2 separate regions of the Triticum aestivum genome follow, and region 1 is linked to region 2. Evidence: chromatin contacts called from public Hi-C data. All regions are on one chromosome and are shown on one strand. Each heading gives the region's core, a stretch centred on a gene start, on an enhancer-like site or on the middle of the called end of the contact. The rest is flanking DNA. Distances are from core to core; before and after follow the strand shown.

What was found. A called contact is a pair of places that touch in the nucleus more often than the background predicts.
Region 1: a Hi-C map of leaf shows a contact between it and region 2, with 6 times the contacts expected there. The contact joins the promoter of LOC123145162 here to the enhancer-like site in region 2. A contact is called at or near these places in 2 of 5 Hi-C or Micro-C datasets (both in leaf).

Annotation. Positions count from the first base shown.
Region 1 is chr6D:371,089,004-371,092,070 of IWGSC CS RefSeq v2.1, forward strand. It overlaps LOC123145162 (lysine-specific demethylase JMJ706), which reads left to right and starts at 1,546. Exons shown (of 12, transcript XM_044564498.1): 1 at 1,546-1,842.
Region 2 is chr6D:370,912,630-370,915,858 of IWGSC CS RefSeq v2.1, forward strand. No RefSeq gene overlaps it. Among protein-coding and RNA genes, the nearest start is that of LOC123145161, 39 kb to the left of the region's middle. Within about 2 kb of position 1,817, at least 2 of the 8 cell types and tissues checked have an H3K27ac peak or open chromatin away from gene starts, as enhancers often do. A contact at or near this core is called in leaf, where this site is marked.

The DNA of each region.
Region 1 (3,067 bases), core at 296-2,795, 180 kb after region 2:
TATATTTGGACCCATACAAACTATTCAATTTTTCTCAATTACTGCTTGGATTTTTCAAAAATAGTCTAAGTATTTGTTGTCAATATGAGCGGACGCGGCAAAGCGTGCCTTCATGTTCATATATGATAACATTGGATGAGCAAACCAACCTGTGGTTGGATGGTTAGAGGGATAGTGGTATCCCCAGCCCACCAGGGTTCAAGTACTGGTGCTCGCATTATTCGCCTACAGTGACTTCGTAAATTTCAAGATGACATGCCGGCTCAGTCTCTCGGAGGTACTCATAGGGATAGGGTGTGCGCGTGTGCGTTCATAGGGATGACTGTATGCGCGTATGTATGAGCGCTTACGTCTGTACTGATGTTTAAAAAAAACATTAGATGACCGGTTCCCGCATCCGTGTCCACGGACTGGTCCCCCTATCCGCGAACAGATGTGGGAGCAAAATTGCTGGTCAAAGTTGTAGATGCCCTAAGATAGTACCAAATACCCACTAAAATTTAGGCCTCGTCAATGTTGCACCTAACACTTGCAAACACTGTACGCCTTCTCCCCAAGAAAAGAAAAGGCTAGGTTTTCTCTGTCTCCCGCCGCCGCCGCCGGTGTCTTCGGTGGCCTTAGGGCTATGGCGGCGCGGTGGATCCCGACCCTTGCCCACGGGAGGGCACCGTCTTTGGTTAGGATTTGTGTCCTGCTCAGAAAGACGAGACGACGGCGGCTCCCGAATGTGATACTCCCTGCCTATTCCCCGTCTCGGTGGTGTGTCAAGCATTTGTCGGTGGACGTGTGGAGGTGTGTCTCCGGCGAAGCTGTCCTCGGTGGATTTGCTCGGATCTTGTCGTAGTTCGTCTATGTTTATGTGTCTTCAGATTAGATCCTTTCGATCTATGCTATTCTTCAACGGAGGCGGTTGCTATTCTGGTGCGTTGGTCCTATGGGCCTTAGCACGACAACTTTCCGACTGTCTACTACAACAAGTTTTGCCTGGCTCCGGCAAGGGAGGGGCGGCGGCGCTCCTTCGGCTTGCTTTAGTGCTTGTAGTCGTCATTAAAGGGTTCTACGGATCTGAATGTAATTTTTATTATTTTTAGTATTGGTTGTACTGTCATGATTGAAGATGAATATATTATAAGTTTTATTAAAAAAAAACACTTGCAAACACTCTCCGGTACTGAACGCAGTTTACAATTCAGCTTTTACTCAGGTGTTGCAGCTTCGGTTAGCACCCTCTGCCAGTCCGTAATGCAATTTACACTTCCACTACTCAAAAAACCCGTGCACACACCAGAGTGAGGCAACGGGGGCCAGAAAAGCCATTGGCTGGCACCGCTGCGCTGGAGAAGACAGACGGACCCATGACGACGGCCTGCAATCACAACGTTCGTTCGCAACCACCCCATCTACCAGAAAATTACATGACAATATTTCTTTATATAAGCACACAAAATTCAACTCTAATCTAATACAGATTAGCCCCGTAATAAGCGCGGATTAGAGAAGCCCAAACGCAATAGAGACGCAGTACCGGCAGTTATCCCGTATTAATATCACCCGCACTTTTCCTTCCCTTCGTTTCCGCACCTCGCCTCCTGCCCCTCCTCTTACTCCTCCCACCCCTCGCCGCGTCTCGGAGGAGCGCCGCCGCGGTGCTCGGCGTCCTTAGCTCCGCCTCGGCCCGTGGCTGCCGCGCCCACGCCTCGCGCGGAACGAGCCTCGTGCCCCTCGGCGCCGCGGCGGTTCAGGGCAGTGGCGGGCTCGGATCCAAGCGCGGGGGATCCGGCAGAAGGCCCCGGAGGGGAATGTGGCTCCCGGCTTGAAGCTGTCGCCGGACGGGAGGCCACGGTGAGTGATTTCCGGGCTGTGAATTGCGAATCGGGGACCCGGGCGGGTGCGCTCCTGCGGTGCGGGTGGGTGGATTTGTTTCAGGGGCGGGCGTTCAAAAAATTCGGTTCGTCTTCGCTAGGTGAATTAGTGGAGCTCTTCGATCATTAGCTGTAATCGCCTGGGCGCGCTTGCTCTGCTCTGCTCTGGCCCTTTTGCTGTTGGCGATTTTCTGTTTTGGTTTGAGGCTGCGGAGACCACTTCTATCGTGTGGAGCGATGCACGTAGCCGTTGGATCGTGTTTAACCGGGAGTGTAGTTGCCACGAGGGGCTAATTCCGCGGTTCCGACGACCAATCGTCTGGATTTCTTCTCGTAGCTGGAGTTGTTGGTGATAATTTTTGTTGTTCCAACAGTTTGGTTAAACTGCGCTCGACTGCTGGTGGTTGTAGGCGATAATTCCACGATTTTATGCGCGAGCGCGTGATTTTAGATGTGTTTTGACTTTTGAGTAACCAAGTTCGTGAATATACCTGCTTGCCGCGTAATATTCATCATTCTCCGAGCGCACTGGGTTGATTTCGTACTAGATCGTTCTATTTTCGAGAATTCTCTTCGTATGTTGTGGTAGAACGGTAGAATTGAGTTTAAAATGGTAGAAAATTTCGTGTCATGTTTGATGTGTTTCCAAATTCTAACTGTTCCATAGTTTTGACCAGTTTTCCTGGGTGGGAAATATATTTGACCACCTGAGCTTGCTATTTTTGCGCTTGTTCTTGTTGTGAGTTTCTGCTCCACTAGCACGTGGTGGGAACTAATGACTATACCATGTGAATTCGCGGGCGACAACTCTAGGTGCTTAATTGGGCATCTTTAAATGAACAGATTCAGAAGTGTTTTCCTTAGGAATTTGACCTGTGTGATTTGGTCTTAACTTTTTCATGTGGTGTTTTGTGATTGAGATGGCACTTAACTGTTGGATTCCTGGGATCAACAGGAGGGTGACTTATTTGCACCCTACGACATGTCGTGTGTGTGAACAATCCAGTGAGATAGTGCCTTAAAGCATATAGAATGATCTGGAAAAGTAGCACACAATGGCACAATTGACACGCACATGTTTAAATTTCTGCATGTAGCCTCCACTTTTTGATGTAATAGTCCTTTTGCATGAGTTCGCTGGAGAAGAACCTTTAAATCCCGTCCACTTTGCTTTAGTTAGGCAGCTATTATTTAGTAATGTGAAG
Region 2 (3,229 bases), core at 567-3,066:
CTTACCCCTATATCTTTTATTAAGTGGGCCGGCACAGTTGCTCGTGAGACACAACGATCCTTCAGCGAGAGATCCCTTCCAACTCGCTTAATGCGAGAAATAGTCTTTTTGAGAAAACATGGGAGAAATAGTCCCCGTGTTCGATTCCTATCTAGGGCGCTAGTTTTTGTACTGTTGATTTTCGCGGCGTGATGGGCCGGCCCAGGTCAACTGTTTTTGTGCGAATCGCCGCTAGTTTGTCGCAATAAGCGACATATAGGAGGTCCCCTATAGGAGTTCCCTTTTTTTAGGGGTGTCTATAGGAGTACCCTAGAATCATAGCAGGTCGCAGAAAATGGAAGCAAGAAATCCATAAAGATTGCATGACCCAACGACCGAGAACTTGTTTGCAGAGCCCACCTTTGGGTCACACAACTCACACAAAAGTCTTCAACAAGGTGAGGCCCAAAATGTTCTTCTAGCCCAACCAATTCGCTGGAAAGAAAATCCTAGATTTTCTCTACTACTTAAAGATAATGTAAGGTTCCCATTTCACCTTTCTTCCCACCACCCCTTCGTCCAACATTCCATGTAATGATAATGAATCACCTTAATTTACATACCTTCTGAACTAATTTCACTTTAATTTACTTACCAAACTTCTAATCAAAATATAAAGCAATTCACGGTCAGAATTTAATAAACATTTATTTACATAATCGCATTAATATTGGCAGGTAAATCACAAGCTAACGTACTAGAATATTTATATCCCGTTGCAACGCACGGACATTGTTTTAGTAAAGAAAAATAAAGCTGAGCAACAGGTTTATACACTAATAAAGCAAGAGTGCGTCAAACTTTCATTTAGATGAAAAAATAATAGTTTCTACAAAGTTGGATTTATGTGGAGATTCGTCGGGATTTTCTCATTTGGTTAATCAAATAGTGCGGAAATTAGATTTTTCTTTTAGGAGAGTGTAGAAATTAGATGATCCATAAAACTCGTGGGGTGCTAGTACATTCCTGCTAGTCCCCACGTCACGCTGCTTGGGCGCACACGCTGGTCGCCAGCTCGCCATGCATGACGCGTTCCTTTCGGTCCATCAGCTTTCTCTCCCATCTCGCGTCCTCTTTTCCTTCTTGTTTTGGTCCCAACCAAATCGTGGCACTCTGTAGCGTACTGGCTCATCACCCATCAGCCGGGGCACCTCTGCATTCACTGACGCAGTTTGGCTGGAGCGCACGAGATGTGGCACCAAGCGAGACCCGGCATACAGGCAGCACGCAAAGCTTTCTGGTGCTGATCTCGAGGCCTCTCCAAGTGGAAAAAGCACGACATCCCTCGCGGTTCAGGAGAGAGGCCCCGGCCTATTATAGGGAGTGGAATGATTGTACTAGCACCCGTCATGTCTCGTCGTGTTTTGTTCTCCCTGGCCTCCGAATGCGCTTGGATTGGATTGGAGAGAAGGGGGTGGAGAAGGCGGAGTGTTAGGCCAGACTTGTGTTACCTTATTCCCGTGTACTGTACTGACTAATACCACACGCTACAGCCCTATGTGGCGTGCCAAAATTAATCCGTAGCCGTGAGCTAGGATATGTTCTTGACGACTTCTTGTTCTTCGTTCTGCTAGTAGCTTCGACGTAGGCTTCTAAAGACGCACGCGAGAGTCGTGCTTGTGATGATGCATGCGCGCGTCCATCACGTATGAATGCGTGTGTGAAAGCGCTTATTCGCCGGCGTCAGTCGGATCCATCGGCCAACGGAGATCAGGAATGATATCCGAATCGGATGTGGACGTTGCAAGAAGTTCATCTAGCTTGGACTGGCCAAAGCCGATAGACCCAGACCACGCACCCAACCCAAGATAGTCATTGTTGCGCTTGCACTGATTGGATGACGGCAGCTCTGCATGATTGTTCACCTGAACCCGTTGCAATAACAAAGATTATCTGCTTCACGTTGCGGCCACGTAAAGCGACAAGGGCCGACGTTGGCCTGGAAAGCGGGCACCGCAACATCGAACGTCTTGACCCACCCTAGCTGGCCTCGAAATCCAACTCTCTCTGCTAGCTGCTAGGTTAGTTAGGCGATGCATGCATGCATGGGAGAATAATCGGTGACGGAGATATCGCATCGATCGCACGATTGATCGATGGCTATATGGGCGCGCAGGCCAATGGCGTCGATCGCTGTCACCGCGACACGGACGGGGCCGGAGAAGAGACGATCAACACCAAGGGCAGTGAAAACGATGGCACTTTGGCAAGATCAAGCAATCTCGTTTCGTGAAAAGGGAAGATCAAGCGACCTCTCAACTAACGAGGAGCAGAAGATGGCTTGTGTTCGTGTCCCGGAGCAGGTAGGAGCATACATTCAGGAATGTGTGTCAAAATGTCACCCGATCCAACTTGCTGTATTACTTTGGAATACTTTGGTATCAAAAGGGGAGGATATGTATGCAAGACCAAATCCCGGTGTATCAACAGGGTCAACTAAACTAATCAGCTTTTTTCCTTTTTCGAGAAAACTACTCAGTTTTTTAGTACAGTACGCTCCAATCGGTGTGAACTGCTCCCGTCACCGGCCCGGGAGACAGACTTCTTTCCGTTAATTCTCAAATTAATGGGTCCATTGGGTGAACTACCATCACAAAAAGATGCAGTTGATGCAGTTTTCTTGAGCACAATGTTGACACATGAGGGGGGATAAAAACCGTGTGGGGTTGAAGTATCAAAGTCAACGGACGTAGTTAAAATGAAATGCCTCCTCGATTCAGAATCTTCCGTTGATGAGTTCACAGAGCTCCAGCGTAGATTCCTGCCAGCTCCTCGGGGCGACGAGGTTAGGATTTCTCGTCGTGCGTACAACGGTGATATTTGGTGTCAGGTTCTTCAGATCAATTCAAGGATTCAACGGCGATGACTGCGGCTCCAGGGCGTTGGTCCTTAGGAGCACGTGTAAGAAGACTTCCCGTCTGTCATCGACAAGGTTAGGCCGGCTCCGGTACGAGAGCGGCGATAGCAACGCGTCGGTGGCTTGTTCTGGCGGCGGCAGTGATCGTTCGGTGGTCCGTGGACCTCGATGTAGTTTTCATTATGATTGAGGTGTTTTATACTTCCAGTAAATCTTTATAATAGATCTGATCCTTCTAAAAAAAAGAGAGTTCGCCAGCTTAAACTGCGTGATCAGCCATCAATCAATAAAGTTAAAAAGGCAAAGAAAGAAAGAAAGTAACATATCAAACTC